Linked DNA regions of Bos taurus: region 1 is linked to region 2. The links are chromatin contacts, called in public Hi-C maps. All regions are on one chromosome and are shown on one strand. The core of a region is the stretch at or near the end of the contact, and the rest is flanking DNA. Distances in the headings are between cores, read along the strand shown. Region 1 overlaps RTN4IP1 (reticulon 4 interacting protein 1). Region 2 holds the start of CD24 (CD24 molecule).

Region 1 (7,336 bases), core at 4,048-6,547, 370 kb before region 2:
AACCATATCAAAACATCCTGGTCAGCCTTTACCCAGGGCTCCAAGCCGCCTTCACTCCCTCCGCCAGGGAGCTCCATGGTTTGTTTCCGCGACAGCTCACAAGCAACAGAGGGGTGGCTGCTCGGACAAACGAGAAAAGGCACATCTACTTACTGGGTTTTCTCCAAGGTAAGTCAAATGTGATTTCTTTTTTAAATCACAAAATCGTCTTATTTTCTAATACTTTAAGAATGACTTAAACAAGTGGTTTTCAACTGAGAGTGATTTTGGTCCCCAGGAGACATATTAGGCAATGTTTTGAGAGATTTTTAGTTGTGACAATTGGGCGAGGTGGTGGTAAGAGGGTACCAGCATCTGTAGGCCAGGGATGATGATAAAACATCCTAAAACACACAGGAAAGCCTCTCACCACAAAAAAAGTATCCAGCCCCAAATGTCAACAGTTGAGAAACTAAGGTTGCCAAGGCTGAGACACCTTGACTGAAGCTTTGTAGAGAACTGCAAAGCTATCCATCCAATATAAGCCACAGTACTCTTCAGTGCATGTGAATACTTAAGACAGGAGTGCATTAGATTTTGACCCACACAAGTGATTTGCTTTTATTCCCTTCACAATCAGATCTGCGTGCAGAAGCATCCTCTTCACCTTCTGGAATTTTCCTTTGGTTTCATGTACAACATCAGCACAATGCCTACAGAGAAATCAACAGCCTGCTCTCAACCTTCAGTTCTGCTCTAACATGCCAAAAATACCCATCATACTGCAATCCACAGAAACTAACAGATATTCAACTCCTTACATCTAACCTAAAATTGCTGTAATCACTACATTTTACTTAAAGGGGATAAAACCCAAAGAAGCTTTAAAATACTTTTGAAAACAAAGATCTATTTAGAGAATACATGCTTATACATCAAGCAAGTTAATAGAGGAATTCCTTTTCCGTAAACCCTTTTTCCCTTCTAAATTCATCTGCATGAAGTCAAACATCAAACCTTCTAAAACCGACTTTGGCCAACTTTGTGGCCCTTGAGTTTTTCATGGGACTAAACTAAACAAGGGCAAATAAAAACGGAAGCATATGAAGTTCAGAAGAGTGACCTTACTAGATGATCCTTCTTATTAGGAAAAAAAGACTAACAAAATTCTTTTCATGAGTATAAGTTTCTACTTTTAAGTTCCTATTTCATTCCCAAATTTTAGATAAACAAATATGATGATACTTAATTTAGATAAAACTTAAGGGCAGCCTGAAACTGAAAGGCACTCAGTCATGTCCGACTCTTTGTGATCCCATGGAATATACAGTCCATGGAATTCTCCAGGTCAGAATACTGGAGTGGTAGCCTTTCCCTTCTCCAACCCAGGTCTCCCACACTGGAGGCGGATTCTTTACAAGCTGAGTCACAAGGAAAGCCTGAGAATACTGGAGTTGGTAGCCTATCCCTTCTCCAGCAGATATTCCTGACCCAGGAATCGAACCGGGGTCTCCTGCATTGCTTGTAGGTGAATTCTTTACCAACTGAGCTATCAGGGAAGCCATGGCATTACAGAGGGCAGCCTGGCATTATAGAATTGGCACTGCCTGAAAAAAGAAGTCCAGAGACCAGGCTGCAGACCTGGCTCTCCCACTAATGATGAAGTGGCATCATCCTAAGCATGAAAAATACTCCTAAATTCTCTGCCCTTTATGTTCTTGACTGTAGCATGACAGAGTAGGGCTGAAGTACTTCAAAGCCCTTTCCTGCTGTAAAATCCTAGGATTCAAATCTAAACGGCTATTTGGAAAGAGGAACAAATTTATTCTAGGTGGATTAAGAGACTAACCTCCAGGCAGAAGCTGCAAAGATCAATTTTAACTAAGCAGTCATTCAAAAAATAACAGCCTGCGTTTGTGAGCTACTGAGGTTCTCTGACTGGAAAAGAGCAAACAGGAGGAGCAAAGCCGCTGGACAGAGCCACAGAGGAGCACAGTGAGGTGCAGAGGGGAGGCCGGCCTGTGTGCGTGCCCGCCTCCACCTGCCAGGGCTTCTCTTCTCTGGAGACAGACTTCAGATATGCATAACCTAAAGGGGGATAGCAGGCAGATGGTCACCTTGGCCTGTCTCCTGCTGCTGTTCCTAGAAGCAGCAGAAGAGAGATGGCTGGCTGACACTACTACTATGAGGAAGCCTAGGTTTTTCTCTCTCTTTTTAAACCTATGAAAATATACTTCTACTTAAAGTGAGCAGCAATAATTAGCTTCTGAAAACTAATTTAACGGACTTTCCTAATGGTCCAGTGGCTAAGACTCCATGTTCCCAACGCAGGGGGCCTGGGTTTGATCCCTGGTGGAGAACTAGATCTCACATGCCACAATTAAGACCTGGCGCAGCCATATGAATAAATAATGTTTTTAAAAAACTAATTTAAAAAAGGAAAAATCTTTGCATCAGAAGTAGTGAAATAGCTCCTGAGACACTCTGCTGAAGCTTTGCCTGGGCTGAGTGAAGACGAGGTTCTGAAACACCTCCCTGTTTCTGCCTGAGCCACAGTCAGGAAGGATGGGGGCCTGAGAGAATTCCAGAGTCCGCTCCCACTTGGTATGTTCAGTCAAATAACAGCCTGGCGTTCAGGCACGATGACAACATCCATTACTGGTATCTACACAGCCTCTGCTTCTCTGAAACCCCCATTATAAAGGCAAGATACTAATCACATACGTCATGTACTGCTCTAGGTTCTACTCATGGTGACAAATGCCACTGGAGGGAATATACCTTCCAATACGGCCTTCTTACACACCAGCAGTAAAAGTAAGTTAACTTCAAAAATAGCAAAAGGCCAGGTAAACAACATATTGTCCTCAGTACAAATCACAGTACATGATCGTGCTGTATTAACATCTGGAGGAAAAACAGAAACCGACCTAAATCACCTCCAGTGACACCAAGTGTTTTCACAGACTCTTCTCTAAGACGCCAACGTGGCGGTAAGGCCACCGAACCATCTCAGGCGCGCATCGCCCATCGTCCTTGTTCCACCTTCCCCATGGGCACCCTGTTTGGATACATACGGCTTTGAAGATTTCAACTGCGCTTCCACATTTCCAGATTTGTAATCGATCACATCATCTGCCCCAAGCTTCCTCACAAGCTCACTGGCGTCCTGGGAGCAGACTGCTGTCACATGCGCATCCCATGCTTTCATTACCTGCCCAAGAAGGAAAGAAAAGGGGAGGGGGGCAGGAAACTGCATTGAACAAAAACGAGTTGGCACCACATGGTACACATACATCAGCCTCTAGACAATTCTAAGTGCTTTGTCTTAACAAGAACTACAGGAAGCCATCTGCCAGAGGCTAGTAAAAATGATTAAATTTTTGTTCACAAAGAAAGATCCAAGAAACAGATCTCATTTTCCCTGGACGAGACAGTGAGTCACCTTAATTTCGTGAAGTTATAACCAATTCATTTAAAGAGGGGCTCAGAATCTCACCAGCATCAGAAAAGACAAAAGTTGATGACCTTAAGCTTAGCATTTTCAATGATGACAAAGGTAACAGGGGAAAAAACACCACATCCTCAGAAAATAACCATTTCAAATGTATCCAGAGCATAAAAACACAACATCACTTCATTTGCGTCTCCAGTAAGCATAACCTTGAGTCAGACAACAGCATCAAAGCAATTAGGTACCGGGTAATAAGCGAAAGGTGCTCTTAAAAATAGGGGAAGAAAATGTGGCCATTTTGCTTCCAAAACATGGATCAGGTCCTCTCCTTTGGAGTAAAAAGACCTAAATAAATGGTTTTTGGGATTTAAAATGCAGATAGTTTATATTTTAAAATAACTAGACAAATAAAAAGAAGGATTCAGGATTAAGTATCCAGAAAGCCTCATGCTCCAAAATTGCTGTCATTCTTTCCTACAATGGCAATTTCATACAATTAAAAGGGAGCCATTATCAGCAAAAATCTGAGAACAGCTACTTGATGTTCACTGAGAAATTTCCAAATGGACAGTTAGAGGTCATAACAAATTTGTTGTTTTCTCGTTCCTGTCCTCAGTATCAATTTCCCAAGCTTCCTTGATGTAAGTTATAGAGGTTCATTAGAATAAGTGAGATCCGTGTTCTGATCACTACTGAAACCCCACTCAGTGATACACACACAAAGGCTGGAGATCTGTTAACTACAAAGAAATAAAGGATTTAAAAACTATTCTAATCTTATCTAATTTCTCACTTTTAAAAAGTAATATTAACCAAGGAATATACCCTGGAAATCTGAGGAGGAATTAAAACATTTAAGCTGACATCAAATATGATATTTTATGTTTATGGGCCACAAACAGAGACAACTGAGTATAATGACATGTTGCTTTCAACATCGAGTCCTAAACTCAACTTATATATGTGAAGAATACAATCCAAGGTGAATATCTAGTATCTATAGAAAAAAGAAACTGACAAGAAAAAAGGAAATTGTGTTCTAAGCACCAATATTTAATTTGTGCTTCTCTTAAACAGTATTAAATACTCAGAATCTGTCACATCTTGAGAAGTTCAATAAATTTTTTTTCCAAATTTCTAGATTTTCCTCTCCTACTTAGAACTATCTACTATCACTGCTGTTGCTGACGTTCAGTCGCTTCGTCATGCCTGACTCTTCTGCAGCCCCATGGACTGTAGCCTACCAGGCTCCTCTGTCCATGGGATTCTCCAGGCAAGAATACTGGAGTGGGTTGCCATTTCCTTCTCCAGGGAATCTTCCCACCTACTATCACTGCACACTACTGAAAGGTTTTAAAGCAGCTTTAGATTTAAAAACAATTTTATGTAAACTGTTAAAAATAAGAAGAAGAAATAACACAACCCAAGTACAGGAGACGTCTATAAGGCAAACAGTGCTCCGACAGGGACTGCAAGCTGGCAGTCACTCCAAGAGCCCTACACTGTGCCCTCTCCCTCCCAACAGGCATCATCAAGCTGATACTTGGAGTAAATCACCTCCTTGCATTAAAAAAAAAAAAAAAAAAGGTTTTATCATCCAAACATGTATTTCCTAGATACTACAGTTTAGTCTTGTGCAATTTAAAAATATGATTTCCTATTTTTTTTTTTAAACTATAGTCTCCTCTTCTACCCCACTTCACTTAAAATTTATCTGCGAAAGAATCTAGGCCATGTACCTGCAGAGCTTTTCCCTGGAAACTCTGGAATTTCTGCCTGCACACCTGGGACGGTTCCACATACTGCTCTGTCCTGTGTTTCCCATTTATGTCCTTTCACAATACTAAGAACAGCATCTGCGATTACAGAAGGCTGAGCATGTCTGCCTGTTCCTCTTTTTATTAAATCTCAGTGGTTGTCTGCTGGAGGTTGCAAAATGGTGCTACTCTCTATCTCCTGTTTTCACTTAGTAGTTGGAATACTTTTATAGAGAAACACCTCTCCTCATATACTACTTTGTTTATTCAGGTGTACAATTCATATAGAAAGGGCAAATAATTGTTTCCTTTTATTAGTTTATAAAATAATAAATTGGTTTCCTGTCATCTTCCAAGTGACCACTTTAAAAAAAATATCATCATGAACTCATTTAAGTCATGGATTTAAAACTATTTGGAAGCTTTCATTCTTTTGTAACTATCGTGACGATTTCTGAAGCTCAAATCGTCCTCTTTGATAACCTTTAGGAATTTCTTCAAGTTGGCTGCTGAGTCTTTTTGACATGACTCAACTAGTTCTTACTAACTTCTCATTCTTATACGTTTCATGCCATAGATCTGGAATCTGCCATTACTCCAAGGCCCTGAATTTTTGTGTGCATGTGAGCAATGGTATTTCAAGAGACAGTTTTGCGTACATACACATAAGAAATAGCTCTTGAGTTCATTTTGATACTTTCAATTCAAACTCCAGACTATCAAGTTTTTACTTAACCTGTATTACATCTGCATCTTCTTTCTTGCACTACTAAAATCTTGATGGTCAAAGACAAAGGGGATTATAGAGTTAAAACATGCCATAAATACCCAACTGTTCTAGTGTATATATATATACTAGACATATACCAGTCTCTGAATAATAGTACTAAAATCATCCCCAATATGATCAATGAAAGCATTCAAATAATTTTAAATTGCTTTCCCACTATTTCTTTTTAAAAATAGTTGTACTGTTTACTTTGTCAGAGTTACACACTGTACTCTCTAAGCCCTCATGAAGTTTTAGTTCTACAGATAACTGTATATTTAACATGTACCACCAGTCCTTAGGGTTATGTCTCTCTAGCTATTTTAGTTTTCAGAAGCTCATATTCTAGTATATTTCTCAGAAAGAGATCAGAAGAACATACTCCTCACGTTCTTGCATGTTATTAACAGTTAGTATATGTCCTTTATTATACAGAGGCCAGTTGCACTGGATATAAAATTTTAGCATATTCTTTCTCAAGTGTCTTAAGTGTTACTCCAACTCCAGTCCCAGCATTAAAGCACTGTTATCAAAAAGTGCTAATAACCTAATTTTACTCATATGTCACCTTCTTTTTTTTTGAAAGATGCCCCAAAGTTTTCATTTTTCTCCTTTTCCTTAAAGGCCAGTAATTTTGCTAGTTTCCCTTGATACTGCTCATTCTGGGTCCATGTTCTTCGATAAGCACTCCAGTCATTTAACATGTAATTTCAAATCATTTAACTTCAGGGAAGTAGGGAAGTTTCTTGAATTACGGGTTTTAGCATTTGTCTTATTCCCTCGTTTTGGTTTTCCTCATCAGAGACTCTTATTGATACAGCAATTTTCTTTCCTATCTTCAATACATGACACTTTTCTCTTGATTCTGTCTTTATCTCTTCCTTTCTTTCCAATTTACAATTTTTCCTCTTTACACATAGTTTCTACTGCTGTGCTGCTGCAGTTTAGTCTAAAGTCATGTCCGACTTTTTGTGACCCCATGGACTTTAGCCCACCAGGCTCCTTTGTCCATGGAATTCTCCAGGCAAGAATACTGGAGTGGTTAGCCATTCCCTTTTCCAGGGAATCTTCCTGACCCAGGGATCGAACTCAGGTCTCCCACATTGTAGGCAGATTCTTTACTGTCTGAACCACCAGGGAAGCCCTCCTTCTAGTTTAGTCTTCTGTTATTTCTTTTTACTTTATTTCTGAGTTTTTCCAATTCTGATTTATTTTATTCATGTCTTTGTATTTTTAATGTTCTTTTTAGCTTGTTTTGAAATTCCAGGTTTCATTTTGATATTTTCTCATGCGTTTTCCTTGTCTGTAGATACGTTATTCTACTCTTCATTCTTTCTTTTTCTCACAGTAACTTTGTATGGGATTTAACCTTGATAT
Region 2 (7,125 bases), core at 3,123-5,622:
TGCTAATGTACATACAAATAGAATCATAGAAGCTTTCTGTTTTACCTAATTGTTTTATGGCCTTATAAATTTAACAAACCAAATGCAAACTGAATCTGTTCCACAGCCCATTCTTTATCTCTAAGTAAGATAAAATCTATTCTCATTTTCAAGGTAGAGCTTTATGTGTCCATACTTCTTAAGCCACATTTAAGGAAATCATCTCAACTAATTTTGGACGTTGTCTCTCTTCATCTTGTACAGGTAACTCCAGCAGATTTAATATTGGCATTCATCATCTAGTCAGACCCTTCACATGCTCTTCAAACAAATTTGGGATCCTCAATAATTTCTGTCAATTAAATAAGGTGTGGAATTAGCAGATTTATTCAATGAAGACTTCTTTTTCTCTCTTTTTTTTTCCTTTGTCACACAGGATGTATAGATGCCATTTGAACTGGATTTAGAAGATGGTGGAGTACAGATGTTTCTTCGCCTGAGTCTCTTAACAGTAGAGATGTAGAAGGGAGACCGAGATCACAAAGAGACTGGCTGTTGACTGCAGAGTACCATCGCTTGCCTTGGTGGTGGCATTGGCTGGATGAGGGGCAGGTGAGGTAGTCTGGGAGGAGTTACTTGGTGTTACAACAGTTGTTTGATTTGAGTAAGTCTAAAATATATAAAAAGTTACACTGATCAATTTCCACATTACAGTTGTCTCTCCACATACATTTTATATGCCATTAAGATAGATGATACAGTCTCAGGTTGGTTTTTTTTCCCCATTATTCCCTTACCCACATCATTTCATTCTGAATTTCTTAGTCCCACCAAGATCCTTTAGTTTCAAAAACAACTACCTAGTGATGATTAATGACTGCAAGTAACAATAACCAAAAACAAGCAAACAAAAATGTTCTTCAATAACTATGTAACTCCCAAGTATATGACTTGACCCTTAATTCTTTATAAAGTAATAAGGAACCAAGGTAACTAACCCACTTTCTGTGATTATACTGACTGACTGGTGTTACAAATAGGCTTCTTCTACTTTCTCAAGAAGGGGGAGATTTTAAAGTTGCACTAATAATTTGGATTTTAAAATACAGTAATTTGAGACATATGTTATGAGAATTGAGTCTCTGTCTTCCTGAATTCGCTGGATAACTTTCACCTACCTGTTTAATACAACCTTGCATTAAAAGTAAGGGGCCCTGGATATCTTATCTGCTCCTTTGAAGTCTGGAAACAGTATACAGCCCTTCTCAAAAACGGCCACAATATTTGTTTTAAGTTGAAAAATATAATGAGCCTCTGCCTTAAGGCAAAATGATTTCACCCAAAGCATCATAAAGTCGGAATGACTTCACAACAGACGAGACGGTTTGATGTTGGTTTCACGAGCAGCAGCCCTCCTGCCTGGTCACTAAGCCCAGCACTGTGGCCAAGGACCAAGGTCCCCCAGCACCCCAGTGCCTAAGTGGCATCATTCACCACACTGTTTTTCAAGTCATAAAATGCACAGTCCAGCAGGGCACATGGTAATCTCTTCTTTGTCAGGGAACAAAGGCAGATGGGAGATTTCAGCTCTCACTGCAAGAGAGGGTTTTAAAGGGCTTCTGATTACAGCTGGAACAAGAACCTGGCACCAAGCAGGTCTGGGCCACATGTATGTTTGGCTACCAATCAATTCAAAGATAAAACCATTTTATCCTTTGTTGTAAATCCATAGAAAACCCAGCTTCTTTTGTTGTAAAACCCATAAGGACATTCAGCAAACATCGACTAAAAATTTTATAAAGCCTATCTAAAATAGACTAATTTTAAAAATCTCAATGAAATCAAATATATTTATTTGGCACCTACCCAACAGAGTGTGCTACCAAGAAGAAAAGCACTCCTAGTAAAAGGAAAGCATTAATAATATGGGGAACAATTTAAAACAGGGCTCCTTATTTGGGGGCAGGACCTGATTTGGGATCCCTGAAGGTAATCTGTTCTTATCCAACAAAGCCTTGGTGCATCAGGTGAGTTTAAAAAAAAACAAACCAGAGCCCAGTGCATCCATAGGAGAATCAAAGGGTCCTCCACACCAATGAAAAAAACTAATGTTAATATATGAAATTGACAGTAAACATAAATTTCCCTACTAAGCTATCAAAGATTTATTTGCTTAACCTCAAACCTCTGAAATTTAGGGGTGTGGGACGGAATCTGGCTGGGAAAGGAGATGGGGCGGGGTGGGAGAGACCAGCGTTTCCAGTGGCCACGCCCCTCCCCCACCGAGGAATAGAGAAAGGCTCGGGAGAGCAGCCGACCCGCAAAACAATAGGGTACAGTTACCCGGTCCGCGGAGCGGAAGACGAGGAGCGCACCTCTCTCAGGCTGCGCTCCCAGGTGAGCCCGGCGGCTGGATGTCTGGGGACCTGGCGCACCCAACTTTTTCGGAAGAAGTGCTAAGGAGACCCTCCTCAGAAAGCCCCAACGGAAGGCGATGGAGACCCAACCGCTCGGGCACCCCTACCTACCCTCCAAGTCCAAGCTACCGGAGACAAATGCCCCTTTCTTGCCCTCCCAGCGCCCCCCGACTTCGGTCTCTCAGGCTCAGCCGCCGCTGGCCTCCCTCGCGGCCGCTGCGCACCCACCCGCCGGACACCGTGGGCAAGATGTGTTCCCGGGACAGAGGATCTGAGGAGGCCGCGGGGACAGGGACAAAGCCTGGCGGGGAATCGGGACACAAATGTCCCATCCGCCGCCTGTCCAGAGATAGCCAATCTGGCTAACAGAGGGTTCCGTTGGTGACTTGTAAGGTCGTCCCCAGGATAGCACAGGGTCAGGAGAGGGTCCCCCCCCCCCCCAGACTTCAGCCCCGAAACACGCGGGACTGGGGTGGCTTAACAGGGTCAGTAACTGGGGCTTGCTAGGGATCCACGAACTAGCTCTGAGTGGAGGATGGGCGAGAGCTGCGCCCCCCGAAGGGGATCTTCCTCTCTCTTTGTGTGATGCGCTAGGGGACGCGAAGACACTCGTACAGGGAAGCGGGGCGCTCGTGGGATCCAGGGACGACCTCCCCAAAGGGTCTGAGGTCTCTGGGTGCTCCAGGGGTAGGGAGAGCGCCTTCTTTCCCGCTCTGCATGAAAGCGGGCAGTGGGCGACAGGCAGCCTGTGAAGGGCTATGCGAAACCTGGGGTGGGGCAAGGTCCTCCTAGCCCACGCGTGTAGGTGCTTTGTTCTCGGGGCTGCCTAAAGGGTGGGGACAGCCTGCTAGGAAGTGGAAAGTGGGCTCCAAATTGCCGCCCCCTCTCCCCCCAGATCAGATTGTACTAGATTCTCTCTCCTAGTTCGGGTCCACAACCGAAGGTGGGGGCGCAGACCGGTTCAGGCGGTCCCACCCGCCTCGGGCGCGGCCCCTGAGCCCCCTCGCCGGGCGCCAGGACCTCACCTGCGTAGGTAAGAGCAGCGCCAGAAGCAGCAGCCCCAGTCCGAGCCTGGCTACGATCGCTCTCCCCATGTCCGCTCCGTCGGTGCGCAGCGCGTCTCGCTGGATTGCAGGGTGCCGAAGGATCGCTGGCGGGGTGCAGGCAAGGTGGGGAGCGCGGCCGGCGGGCGGGACCTTATATACCGGGCCAGCCACAATAGCCGTGACGTGGCGCCGCCCGCCCACCCGCGCTCCCCTCCTCCACCGCCGCCCCCCGCGCGCGCCCGCCAGCCGCCTCCCCTCCTCCCTGCCTCCCGGCCCCGGCCGGGTTCGCAGCGCCCTCTCCTTCCGCCGGCCCGGAGACCCCGGGGCGGCAGGTGGGCGGCCGGCGCCGCCGGCTCCCGGAGGGATGCTTTATGTTTTCCCCCGGCGGGCAGTGTGCAGGCTGGCGCAGGGCGCCCAGTGACTCCCACACAGGACCCGGGGCGAACTCGTGAGCCGCACACTCCGCTCCCAGGCCCGGGCCCAAGTTTCCTTTGTTTCCCCCGACCTGCCATCTTATCCCCCCAAAAGAAAAGTCTTCAGCCTCCCGCGCAACGCGCAGCCTCCAGTCCTGGCTCTAGCTGCTGCGCGGACCCCGACTTGGGTTTTCTCAAATCTCCGCCCCATAGGAAAGGGGAGTTTTCGGGCTTTGCGGTGTCCCGGACCTGGCAAGGGGCACCGGGTGCCGGCAGGCGCGCTCCCTTCTCAGGCTGGTCGGTCGGGCTCGCAGGCGGCGCCCGCGCTCGGAGCACCGCGTGTGCTCTGCCCCTCGCCGGTCGCGCCTTCCCCTTCCCCCCGCCACTCGCTTTGTTTTTGGAGCTCCTCGTGCTCGCCGGTCTGTGAGGGTTCCCTGGGGCATCCCACGTCCGCATCCTCCCGAGAGGTGGGGAGCCGCCCACCGGGCGCAGACTGGCTGCCCTGACACTGGCGACAACTGAGTTTTGGTTCTCGGCGCTCCACCCTGCCGCCGCTGGCGGACAGGGGCGAAGAGACCGTGACCTGCCCTGACGGATGGTCCCCCTCCCCAGCCCTAAAGGCCCCTTCAGCCCTCCCCACGTGGCTTTGCTACTAGGTCCCACCCAGGGAGCGGGAACCTCCCTGGCGGTCCCTCTAGAATTCGCTGCCCCAGTGGAATTCCTGGGGACAGGCTTTTTTGGCCTCTGTTGCAACGCACTTGCTCGTTGTTTTCTGTTTAAAGAGCAAAAGCTTTTGGGATAAGGCTATTACTTTTCCATAGCTGCCATTAGGCAGTTTAATGAACTGGCGCCTGTAGGAGATTAGTCCTTATTATGCAGATTTGAGTGGAATATATTTTCCAACCATCCTACTGTGAAAACTTTCAAGAATACAGTGAAAAGTAGAAACTATTTTACTGGTGGATATTTAAAAATTTAATTTGTAATTGCGTTACTTAATCTTTTTTACTTAAAGTTTGCCGACTGTTTTCAGGTCTTGGAAGCAGAGTCCAGACATAGTAAAGCTATTGTTTAGTGGCTCAGTCCTGTCCAACTCTTTGCAACCCCATGGACTGTAGCCCGCCAGGCTCCTCTCTGTCCATGGGATTTTCTGGCAAGAATACTTGGGTGGGTTGCCCATTCCACCTCCAGGGGATCTTCCCGACCCAGGGATGAAACCACATCTCCTGCTTGGCAGGCAGATTCATTATGGCTGAGCCACCGGGAAGCAGTATGGCTGTAAATGTATTTAACTGTTACTTTTGCAGAACAGCCTAGTTAAACAAGGTTTGTTTTATGGGAGCAGAGTAGAGATGGAATCCACAGTACCCGGTCTGTGACTGAATGGGCTTGTGCCCTTCTGGCCAGTCACTTTAACTCAGTAACTTTCCACTTTAGTACATACTTGGGAACACAGGAATTTCTGTCCTGCACCAGTGGACTTTCCTGTTTTACAGTGTTATCACACTGTTTAGAAATAACCTGGTCTTTTCCAGGGCATGAATGGGCTGTGGCCCAGAAGTGCCTAGTCCCAGGGGAGGTCCCATAGTAAGTTCTTCAGAGAATGCTTGTTGAACTAAATGGTGGTATTCACAGGATACATTAATTATTTTGTCCTTCATCTTCTTTTCCTATTCCTTCTTTCCTCCTCCTCCCTCCTCCTTGTTACTGATTTCAAGAGATGAACTAATGGAGTGCTAAAGAAGACTCTAGAGCCAGCTCTCCTTGGTCCAAATCCTGGTTGTGCTACTTCTACCTGCGGCAAAAAGCCTGTTTCTTCATCTTTAAATTGAAGATGATGGAGACATTATTAAATTTATATAAAGGGTTATTGCGGGACTTGCCTGGCGGTCCCGTGGCTATGCCTCCACACTGCCAATGCAGGGGGCCCAAGTTCAATTCCTGGTCAGGGAACTAGATCCCACATGCCGCAACTGGGAGTTCTCATGCCACGACTAAAAGATCCTGAGTGCCGCAACTAACAATCCCACATACCAGAACGAAGATCAAAACTCCCATATGCCGCAGCCAAAACCTGGCCCAGCCAAATTAGTGAATAAATATTAAAGGGTTGTTGTCTATAAAGTGTTAGAACAGAGCCTGTCTTACACTGGGAGCTCTCAGGTAATGTTTGTTCCTGCCCTGAAGGTGCCAGGAACCTTCTTTGCAGCTGTATGATTCATGAAAGACATACCAAGCACCAAAAAGTACTTAAATCTGGTAAGGCAACTCATCACCAGTTAATGATCACGCATAATTCACAAAGCAAGACCCTTCAGATCTGTCTAGCAGTTCCTCTGGACATCCTATAAGGGGCATTACCTATGGCCATTTTGTGGCCTGGAGGCTTAACGCTCCTAGGGAAGTCCTCATTACAAACTCCCATGCTGCTCTATTTCCTATATGGCAAGAATCTCAAGTAAACCGCTTAAACCTTTCTTCCAGGTTTCTTTCAGTGAATTCCTTCTTCCTATTCATTCTTCTTTTCTGGTTTTCCATAGTTGTTTGCTTTTCCCTTTAGCCAATAATAGTTCATACTCCTAAGACTAAATTGAGAATCTCAATGGTTATCCTGGAATATTTAAGACACATGGCCAATTTACATTTTTATAAAGAAAGTATTTCATGGAATGATCTTGAAACTGATGGATTCCATAAATTGGAATCGTAGCTTTAAGTTTTAATATTTTTTCATGAGATAGCATGTGACCCAACTTTTAGATGCTAGTTCTAAGTAAAATTAAGGGAGTGATACATACAATTTCTAAATGCAGAACTGTGAAGAGTGATGAAGAACCTGAGCCTAGGTAGACTCTGGGGTCAGACCTGGACTTAAACCCTGCTCTATCACTTTCTAGGGATCTGACTTTGAGTGAGTTTTCCAACCTCCAATGACTCAATTTTCTCATCTGGAAAATGGGCCAATAATACCTGCCTCACAGGGCTATGATCTTCAATGAGATGACATGTACATTTAGCAGAGTGCCTGGCACATAGTAAGGACTCACTAAGCTGCCATTTCTACTGCTGTAGGATCTAGTAATTATAATGTGTCTTTTGAAATCTTTCATTTGTTTAGCAATTACTCTTTTTTTCAGCATCTTTGCAGGTGGTATTTTCTACGGGCACCTATGAGGTCAGTAAGGCAAACTTCATTTCTGAGGCACAGAGAAGTTAAGTTACTTACCCACAGCCACATAGCCAGTTTATAGTGCCTCACCTAAAGCCAGA

The links. Hi-C and Micro-C count contacts between places; a contact is called where the count stands out from the background.
Region 1: a Hi-C map of blood shows a contact between it and region 2, with 4 times the contacts expected there. The contact joins the enhancer-like site here to the promoter of CD24 in region 2. A contact is called at or near these places in 4 of 11 Hi-C or Micro-C datasets (blood, liver, skeletal muscle and 1 more).

Annotation. Positions count from the first base shown.
Region 1 is chr9:43,362,897-43,370,232 of ARS-UCD2.0, reverse strand. RTN4IP1 (reticulon 4 interacting protein 1) reads right to left here. Exons shown (of 9, transcript NM_001075275.1): 6 at 3,057-3,193. Among named protein-coding and RNA genes, the nearest start is that of RTN4IP1, 37 kb to the right of the region's middle. Within about 2 kb of position 5,297, at least 1 of the 102 cell types and tissues checked has an H3K27ac peak or open chromatin away from gene starts, as enhancers often do. A contact at or near this core is called in blood, where this site is marked.
Region 2 is chr9:42,989,692-42,996,816 of ARS-UCD2.0, reverse strand. CD24 (CD24 molecule) reads right to left here and starts at 4,372. Exons shown (of 2, transcript XM_059889865.1): 1 at 4,105-4,372; 2 at 1-3,592. The coding sequence starts at 4,311. The coding sequence ends at 3,317.